2 separate regions of the Acanthopagrus latus genome follow, and region 1 is linked to region 2. A link is a contact called in public Hi-C data. All regions are on one chromosome and are shown on one strand. Each heading gives the region's core, a stretch centred on a gene start, on an enhancer-like site or on the middle of the called end of the contact. The rest is flanking DNA. Distances are from core to core; before and after follow the strand shown.

What was found. A called contact is a pair of places that touch in the nucleus more often than the background predicts.
Region 1: a contact with region 2 is called in a Hi-C map of muscle, with 4 times the contacts expected there. The contact joins the promoter of si:dkey-162b23.4 here to the promoter of odam in region 2. A contact is called at or near these places in 2 of 4 Hi-C or Micro-C datasets (both in muscle).

What each region holds. Positions count from the first base shown.
Region 1 is chr1:13,156,837-13,161,749 of fAcaLat1.1, reverse strand. si:dkey-162b23.4 (sodium/hydrogen exchanger 9B2) reads right to left here and starts at 3,623. Exons shown (of 13, transcript XM_037099239.1): 1 at 3,485-3,623; 2 at 2,041-2,298; 3 at 1,145-1,346; 4 at 750-920. The coding sequence starts at 2,163. bdh2 (3-hydroxybutyrate dehydrogenase type 2) reads right to left here. Exons shown (of 10, transcript XM_037099259.1): 8 at 4,635-4,693; 9 at 4,363-4,455; 10 at 3,740-4,061. The coding sequence ends at 4,008.
Region 2 is chr1:13,005,345-13,010,552 of fAcaLat1.1, reverse strand. It overlaps odam, which reads right to left and starts at 2,039. Exons shown (of 6, transcript XM_037107309.1): 1 at 1,913-2,039; 2 at 1,771-1,824; 3 at 1,556-1,678; 4 at 794-826; 5 at 568-651; 6 at 186-435. The coding sequence starts at 2,038. The coding sequence ends at 400. It overlaps scpp9 (secretory calcium-binding phosphoprotein 9), which reads right to left. Exons shown (of 8, transcript XM_037109041.1): 8 at 5,066-5,208. The coding sequence ends at 5,197. It overlaps LOC119024475, which reads left to right. Exons shown (of 22, transcript XM_037107317.1): 22 at 37-162.

The DNA.
Region 1 (4,913 bases), core at 2,374-4,873, 150 kb before region 2:
TCCCAGCAGCTAATCTGTACTTGACTAAGCAAGCGAGTAACACAATTGACATACAATTAATCATGAACGCCCCATTGACCCCATGTCCTTTTTACATGAAGGTGAAACAATTCAGTGAGTGAACTTGTTTGTTATACATCACCAAATACATAAACATCCATATTTGCTTGGCCAAACTCAAAAGCTTCTGAAAGACATTTGAGATCAGTTTTAGATCATTTACATGCTTCTACTGCGATTCATGAAACTCAAAGTCATATTTAAGACGCACAGATTTCTTAGAACTAAGCACATACAATAATCAGTGAAGGACTGTTACACATTTACAGGTTTACAGGTTTGTAGGGAGCTGTATATTGTAATTTGCTTTATCAAAGAGGTTACCATTAGACAATTGCCAAGAGACAGTCGTAGTGGCCAATCTGACTTATGCTTGGGCGGAGGACTTCTCTGAAAAAGTGTGATCTGAGAGTATTGGCACGATACCAATCACCACCTCTACCTGCCATTTGCTTACCTCTTAGAAATACCTCCTGATTCATGATGAAAAATGTGACTGATAATTCCACATCAACAATAGCACTGAAAATGATTCCGTATTCTTGTTTAGAAAAAAAATAATAGCTGGAAATTCCCCAGTCAAAAAAGCATTAAAAATGCTTATGATGTATTGTTTTGTTAAAAATACCCATGGTGGAGGCATCTGTGTAACTAAATATAAAGCATAACCACTGAGTCCACAGCCTTACCGAGGAGTGGTGGGAATGGTGGAAGTTTGGGCAGACGGATGAGGGCCACCAGTCTGCCACCGAGAAGTGCGCAGATGAAGAGGATCGTGATGCCGAACAGGTTGCCCCCTGGAAGACATTCGTCCTCTGTGATGGACCACACCACTCCAAAGAGCACAGCTGCCAACAGAACTGGAGAGGACACCAGACATGGACATTAGTAAATATATCACTATCATCGTTTCACTGAAAGATCCCCACTTTACAATATAAATGGAAACATAAACATTTCTCTTTGTGCATGAATTAATACATTTGGTCCTGTTATCTGCAGTCGCTCCACAGTGTTGTAACAAAGAGACTGACATACAAGGAACTAACTCACTGAGCCAACTAGAGTCCCCGCCATCTCTTACCTTTTGTGATAAGAGAGGCCAGAAGACCTCTTGGTGGACAAGGGCAAAACCTGCGGAGCAAGGGGCAGCAGACCACAGGCGGGTCAGTGTTGGTTCCGGCATCCACCACCGGGTTTCGAGGAATAAAATAGGTGGTCTCCTCTGTGATGTTCGGAGTAGAGCAGCGCCGTACCACCACCTGGATCTGGTTCACGTTTAGGTGCTGGAGACGAACAATCAGAATGTAAACAAGAATAATGTTTTGTTAGATGACGTAACAACATATCTGTTAAGTCAATACATGAAATATTCAATGCAAGCACATATATCTGTTAGGATTCAGGCCTTAAACACGTAGCTGAGCAGACGACATGAATGGCTCAGCTTCTCAGAACAGGACAGATTATAAAACTGGAGGATGCCTCTGTAGCCTCTTTAATTGCCTAACCCTTGTTAAGTGTCGTGCCCTATCAGTGTGGGCGACACAGAGTTGCATCATACCAGCAGAGAACAGTAAGAGTATCGTGGCAAATAATAGAGTGAAGATAGGAACTTGCACTGAAAGCTGATAACCGTGACTCCCATAACACCCTCTTTGTCATAGTACTCAGGTGGGTACATCACACACACACAAAGTTGTGTGCCTTTGCCTCTGGCTGCATTTGACTGATGATGAACAAATGATCTAATTAATTTAACAAGATTAGAGAGCAGTATATTAAAAGTGCAACAGATCAGTGTTAAACTAACACATCACACTCATACGAGAGACAGGGTAGCTTAAACTGTCTTATATGGTGACAACAAAAAACATCTTTTCCCCTCCAAGATCCAGGCTTATGAACACACTTTTCAGTTTTGTCCGGGCAGTAAAAACTGAATATAACTAGATATATTTTGTTGGCAAAATACTATACCTCCACATGGTTTGCTGCAGGCAAAGCAATCCTCTCCAGTAGCGGGCTGGGTGCCGGACTAGGTGCCGGACTAGGTGCAGGGCTCGGTTCTGGGGTGACCGGTTTGGGCTTGGTGTCCTCCATGGCAATCGACTACTTGAGTGCTTCTGATCCACTGGCTTCTCTATCACAGTACAACAAGCCGAGGGGTGGGGTTGTCCATGGATGGGGCAGTTCCTTCACTTCTGCTTCTGTATGTCCAACTCTGACCACAGGCTCCTATTCATACAACAAGGTCTTATCAGAAGGCAAACAAATTATTATTGACTTAATACTGGAGAGCAGAGGTGTTGAAACAAGTGTGGAAAATGGCATGAAATGATAAGTTAATCTCTCACACACACACGCCTGTTTTGTTTGGTTTAACAGATACTGTGCTGGGGCTGGGAAAAGCCACATGACTCCTGAGTGCATGAGGAGGATCTATGAGGCTAACACAAGGCTACATGCTGCTCGCTTGATTAACATGTCAACATGGCGTTGTACTCCATCGTAACTCAGCTGTAGCTTACTACAATGGACTGAATACAACACTCTTTGCTATTTCCTCAGCTCCACTTAGAGGTATGTCATAGACAAACGTTGACAGGTCGTTTACATTGAGCTAAAACGCTACTACAGTGTTGTGACAGCCGCTTATGGCAACAGACGCCGGTTAATCCAATTCCGGACAGACCACACTAATCAATGCTTACAGCTTCGACCATATGGCACATTTAGCGTGCGTTAGCTCAAGTAGGTTGGAGTCAACCACCTCTATGCCAACAACAAGCCTGGTCAACTGTCATCAGCAGCCATTGTATGTTGGCTAACTAATGCCTGCGGCAGGGTCGTCTTCACGCTTGGTTCCGTCTGTACGCGTACAGGGACAGAGTTATCTGGACATATAGCGTTAGTTTACAGTAACGAAGAGGTAAATCCACGCCAGACATTACACCGCGCCCATGGGCCCATTATCGGACAAGAGGCAGTGCTTTTAGTAGCGACGGCGAGCCGTGTTACTCACCAGCTATACACTTTCTAACATTAGCTTAAATATTAGCCTAGTAGCTGGCGTGAAACTCTAACCGCCTTTGGACTGTCGCATGAACCCGCTCACCTACACTGTCTGATATCGCTACTGTAAAGCAACGCTCAGTTTCACTTTCTGCGCTGACACACGCCGGTTCAGACAGGTCAAAATCTTTGAATGTTCGCGGCAACAGGCGCCCTCCTTGCCCGATATTGGATTGACGTCCAGTAGCTGTCCGTGTGCGTCCCACACAGTACCAACAGCTGGTCAGTGAACGCAGCATGGTAACGTCCAGCACACCACAGGGGACCGCTCCTCGGTCATGACTCCCCTCTCTGTTGGGGCTCCCTACATAAATATAAGTATTGCAATACAAGAAAAAAAGCAGCTCACCTCATATCGTTAACAGTGTCATCGCTTGGCAGCGGCAGCGTCTCTGGCAGCCCTGTGGCACAGAGACCAGCTGGGAAATAGGAATCAGGCGGATTAGTGATGTCCAAGCATGTATGTACTGAGCACAGGAGTGCTGCTTGCCTGGGAAAGGGGTGGGGGTGGGTGTTAAATGGAAAAGTCACACTGGGTATTAGTGAGGACGTTTATATAGATGCTTAAACATATTTGATTAATAATAACCAAACTCAAACTTTGTGAAACATCTAACAAGGGATGTATTTATTATTATTAGATGACAACAACACATGTACACTGTAGTTACTCACAACAATGTCAATCAACAAGTGTTATATTTTGGCATTGCACACATTTGCAGCATCGATTAAAGTTGGTATGCGCCTCCCATAATATGCACAATCCAAACAGACAATCAAGTCGAATGTTGTGGCTTTTATTTGGGCTTCAGAATGAGAATCGAGGCATCGGCCTCCACTGCGGTCTGGATGAGCTTGCTGCAGTTTTCTCAGAGTCTCCAGCCTCCGTCGATGATGTGCTCTGTCCCGGTCACGTAGGCCGACTGTAGAGGAGCCAAGAAACATCAGATCACTGGGAAATGCTTTCATCACTAACTAGTCAACAACAACTTAATTTGCAGTTGTAAACTACGGACTGTGCACCCAGAACGTAGCCAGGATTTCAGGAATACGGAGGTCAAAAGACCAATCGCTCCCGCAAATTTATACAACACATAAAAATCACCTGGACTTCTGTTTGCTTCAGTGGTAGCTGCAGCCTTGAAAATAGTGCCAGACTGCTGATATGATGTACCACATAAAATGCCTCAACGTTTTATTGCATTGTTATCTGCAAGCCCTCACCTCATCTGACGCCAAATAAACACACAAGTGAGCCACCTCCTCAGCTGTGCACATTCTTCCAGTTTTCTGTCTTGCCATGAAGTCCTTATAAGCCTGAGAAGTTAAAGAAGAGTGAGAGAGGGTAGGGTTACCGTTGAATCACTCATAATCTTTAAAGCATCAGGACTTGTTCTTGTGGAAATGAGGATAAGTTGTACATGTTAGATGACTCAAGCAGGTATTACTGTCAGATTACGAATGGAGAAAATGACAGAGTATAGTCTAGCGCGCACCTGCTCTGGGTCAGGTTGGGCCTGGATCCTGCCCCGCAGTGATGGAGTATCAACAGTGCCTGATGAGATAGAAAATGTTGAAGACAGACATACAGACAGCTTTTGATTAATTGGATGTTTTTGATTACCAAAAGGGTGTGAGTGCATTCAGTTCATGTCTGCTGATTCACATGGCTCTTGTACATACAATGCTTTGAAGGGGACAAACTTGAGGAAATACACAATGTGCTCAAGCATTCATCAGTTACCTCATTTATCCGTCATCAGCTATCTTTTAAA
Region 2 (5,208 bases), core at 790-3,289:
CTGCCGACTCATTTTTTAATCTCACTCTTTCCCCAGGAAGACACCAACATCTACAAGTTGAATGAGCAAACTCAAGCAAGATTATGCTTTCTTTCCTGTGGTGTATTCTGGGAAATGACTCATGTAATTCAGCGTCTTCCTGTAAAAGTGCCACAATAAAATTCTTGATCAAATGAGTTTGGCAAACATCTTTTATTTGTCGTGTTCGGAAAGTGTGGTGCGGATTCCTGAAATGAGCGAGATAGTTTCGGTGTAATACAAAAATAATTGAGTCCAAATGAATTGCACTTAAATGAATCACACACTCCAGCACATTTCGCAGGAGAATGAGCGACTGTGGCCGAGTACAATGAAATTAATTTTTGCCTGATCACGCCGTCGTTATTTCCCAGGTGAGGTCTAAGGCTCGAACAGGAAGGGGAAGTTAGAGGTGCCCTGGAGAAAAGAAAGAAACAGTTGTTTTGATAAAATCTAAAACAATAAATGAGAGTGACATGAAACCGAAGCCAACATTTTGTGTCTGCATACACATGATTGTACGAAAGCTTTAATGGTATTACGTGATACCTCATCGATCCCTGGGCCGGATGCGTCTCCACGAGGATCAGGAGGGATTGTAGTTGACTCTTTGTGTGACCCCTGTGGCCACGTCTGATGCAGAAAGTTAGGGAAAGTTACAAAAGCACAGAAATTCAACTTAACTGGTGCATACATGTTTCTTTCATTGGTATTCAGTATGAGTGCATATATATTTAAAGGATAACATGTATATGAAAATATTCGGTCTACTCACTTTTTCTGTTTGCACCTTAGGCTGTGAAGCATGCTTAAATGGGAAGACATGCAGAAAGATTACAACACAAAAGTAAAAAGTAAATACATAGTACATTTTTTCTCTTATTCATAACTTGCTTTTTTTTTACTGATGTATTGTCTAGGGGTTTTATCGATGCCTGTATCTAATTTGCTATCCCCTTTGCTGCTGCAACAATGTAAATGTCTCCGTTGTGGGACTGACAAAAGATTATCTGATCTAAAAACTTGCAGTATATGCAAATAAACCTCACCTGTGACATCTATTTTAAATGCGCCATCTGCACAAACCTGACAAGCAGTAAATGAGTCTAAAATTAAATAACAGTGTTACTGAACAATGAAACTTATAAGCTGTGACAGGTCTCAGTTGGCAGTGCAGATACTCCACAGTTACTTAACACTTATTTACTGATGAAACGACCGAGGTGACGTGATTTCAGCCTTCCACAGCTAAGCAGACAGACAGCTGCGGTTGATATGGGAGACTGTCGACATTGCATCACAGTCACCGCACATGAATCAACATCCGCAGCTTATTATAATTAAGTCTTTAGTCATTACAGTCTGCTGCTTTGGCCTTTAACCTCAGTTCACTGAGGCAAAGGGAAGTTTACGTGTACTGAACACTTGTGCGCCAACAAATCTTCATAAAAAGTAAGAATGGAATCACAACTGTTGAGCGATACACTGCAGAAGTCGGGCCCCTTCTTTTAACGTCGCGTCATCTTGCATGCCTCACCTGCAGAGGGAGCTGTGGTCTCTGTGTGGTTCTCTCCAGGGTTTGCTGGCCGTTGTTGGGCTGCAGCACTGCAGTGTTCCTCTGCTGAGGATACCCATAAGGAGGCACAAAGTAGTTGAAGCCCTGTGGATGATAGAAGCCATATAAATCTGCAGTGCAGGGTCTCCATAAACCCACTGAGAACTGCCTACAGGTAAATATGTTTTACTTCATACCTGCTGACTGGGAAACTGGGGATATCCGTACGGGAACTGGAAATGTGGAAACATCTGAAAGACGATCACAAACAATCTTTAGTTTCCCCGCATGACCTACGGGAGAGCACTATCACTGTTTCTCCATGCTGCTTTGTTGTACCTGAGCAGGGTTTTGGGCCTGCTGGGGGACATTAGCAGCGTTGGGGTCCTGCGGAGGCCCGAACTGCTCTTGCTGGCCATTGGGGAAGATCATCGGCGTTAGCTGGTTGCCTTGGTTGGGGAACATCAGCTGGGGCCCCTGGGGGCCAAAGGGATTGGCCATTTGAGGGTTCAAGTTCACCATCTGTGGAGTGAGCAGGACGTCGGGCTGCTGCTGCAGCACAAACTGGGGTAGAAGTGAAGACGCCTAGAGAAAAAGGGACCCGATTCAGTTTGCATTTTATTTATTTATTCATTTTTGCTCATATATTATTCACGTTGATAAACTTCCAGTACCTGTGCTTGCCCAAGTGCTGCGAGAGTCAGTCCATTCAGTCTCAGGATCTGAGCAGACAAAAATGGCTGCATTAAATGTGGTAATAATATTCCTACAGTTTCACTTTGCAACCACAAACATGAAAGTTTGAAAATAGCTATATTTACCTCGTTACTGTTGCTTGCAAGAATTCCAATCTGAACCTGTAAAACAAACATTAAAACATAAGACATCTGACTCATCTCAGCCATTTGAAAAGATACGGCAATCATGTATTTTAGAAAAACTTACTGGAAGAGCAAAGCTTGTCCTGAATAGACAGACCAACAGAAGGGAAGTCTGGAGCTTCATGATGTCTTACAGGCTGTAAAGAAACAGGTAAACAAAAAAAAAACAAAAAAAAAAAAACACAAGCTCCATGAATTCATATACTTTCATCAAGTTTTGGAAAATGCATTTTACCATTTCACTTCAACGAAACAACGAGCGTTAGAAAATGATTTTACCGTTTTCTTTGCTTCTTGCTTTCACTGTCTGCGTGCCTCCTCACCTTGTCCAGGTCCCTTTTAAACCCTCTCCACGTGAGCTGTTGTAGTCCACAGCCAACCGATCCAGACAATGTGTGGTCAGTGTGACAGACATTTCTCATGGCAACAGACTCAGACACTTACAACACAGAGCGGCTAAGTATGTCATTAGGCGTAAGTCATGTCTCTAAATGCCGTGACATGGTCTGCGTCAAGTCATTAGCACATCTCTAAAGAATATGAATTAAGAATATTCTGTGTGACGTCCACTATGAAAGTATGAAATGTTTTGCTTTTAATGGACCAGAACTCAGTGACATCCATGTAGGAGGCCTGTGCACATATTTCACTCTTTATATCTGTGCTTAAGTAAACTTTATGTGCGTATGTTAAAGTGCAGTGTTTCAGGGTGTAATTACAGACATTGAGGCCGACAGAATTTTTGTCTCTGTCATGAGAAAAAAAAAAAAAAAAGGAAAAAAAGCAAAACAGGAGCTGAGAGCTTATAATCAGACATTTGTCACGACTTGTTTATCTTGCTCTGATTGATGTTGGCATCTAATTGGTCAGTCACTGTACCTAATTGTTTAATGAGTTAGAATTGATGCTGAGGGGGAAAAAATGAAAAGCTGTTTGTTTTTGTGAGTCTGTCTGAAGAAATTGGACAGATTGTGCAAGTGTATGACAGAGAGCATTTTATTTTTTAAAAGGAATTTTGGGGCAATCCGTTTTTTTATGCACTTATGCACTTGATGGTTTTCTGTTTCATGTGCTCGCTTGCCCTTGTTTTTAAACCTGAATTGTGACCCAGTAAATTTTCCCCAGCAGATATATTTTTGTGACTGAAATTCATGCAGGTCTTCTATCAGTAAAAGAGCCAATAAGGCAAGATTATCTATATGAAAAAGAAATGCAGTTACTCAAATACAATGACCCAAGTCATAGTTAAGTAAAAGTAAATATCATTGTTGAATATGCCTTTGTTAAAAGTTAATGTCATGCATATAATGATAATAATAACAATATAATAGTAATGATAATAACAACATGATAATGATAATAATAATCTTCATTTATATAGCACACTTCTTAACAAGGTTACAAAGTGATTGTCCAGATAAATACAATTCAATACAGATAAGTCAAAAGGCAATTAAGTTGACAAAATGCAAAATACATGATACAATACATATGTATAGAACTTGATCAACGTATCTGATATTAAATGTACTTTATCAGTATCAAAAGTAATTTTCTGGCATCAAATGAACTAACCGATTAAAGGATTCAGCATTTAATGTTATCTTGTATTTATTTAAAATCTGATTTCCTATCACTACATTTAAAAAACGGGCCTCTTTGGCTCTCACACAGCATTGCATTTGCAAACTTGCTAAAATGATTAGATAAATGTGGTGGCGTACAACATGTTCTAAGTCACATTCCATCACTGCTCAAGTACCACAGGTGATAACTACAATAACGCAACGCAGATTAAACATTAAGACTGAGACGAGTGGAGGCTAGGTACAGGTACAACCACCGGTTTGCTAATCCTCTTTGACATACTCTGACTGAAAACAGTATAAAGAAAATATATTCAGTGCTTTATCTCATCAACTTGATCGATTTTGGTCAATTTTGCTCATTCTGATTTAATGCCATTAACACGTCGGGACAGGAGCAACAACAGACTGGGAAGGCTGTGAGAGCTGGAGATACACCTGTTTGAACCATTCCACAGATAAACGGGTTCATTACTAACTGGAAGCACATACAGCTGATGTCCTGTTATGATATTTGCTCCCTGAGTCTGCCACTAATTAATGATGGTTCCACTCTATTCCAGTGTCCCAGGAAGCCCCAGCGGTGTGACGGTTATTACACCTGTTCTTTTCATACTGTAACATGTCAAAATTTCTTTCCCAAAGAAAAGATTTATATCTGACAGATTTTTCATGTCGCAACAGCGCAGCCCACGTCTGTCCTCAGCCTGCCTCATGAAAGAGGAATTCACTTCAGCTGCAGCGAGTGAAAGCCAGAAAAGCTCCTGTTGCTCCAGATATTTCAGCCCAGAGATCCAGCTAACCTCTTTTTATTGTATCCTCTACATGAACAATGTGGTTTCATGTTGTTTTGTTGTGTGTGTGTGTTTTTTTTATACACATTAGCCTTTAGATGGCAGCAGAGGTCCACTATAAATTGCAAAGATGATTTGATTCAATAAAGTGATTGAAAAAATGTTAATCTTCAATCTGTATCTTTCTTCAAATTTCTTTACTTGACAATTAACACACAGTTAATCAAGAGTTTAGTACTGAGATTTATTCTTAAGTGAGTTTCAAAATCATACAAAACACACAAGTTTCCACGATCATCGGGTTTCATTATCGCTGGAAATTCCTCCATATTTGCTTCAGTGCTGTTTGTAACGGCGCCATCTTAATTGGCTGC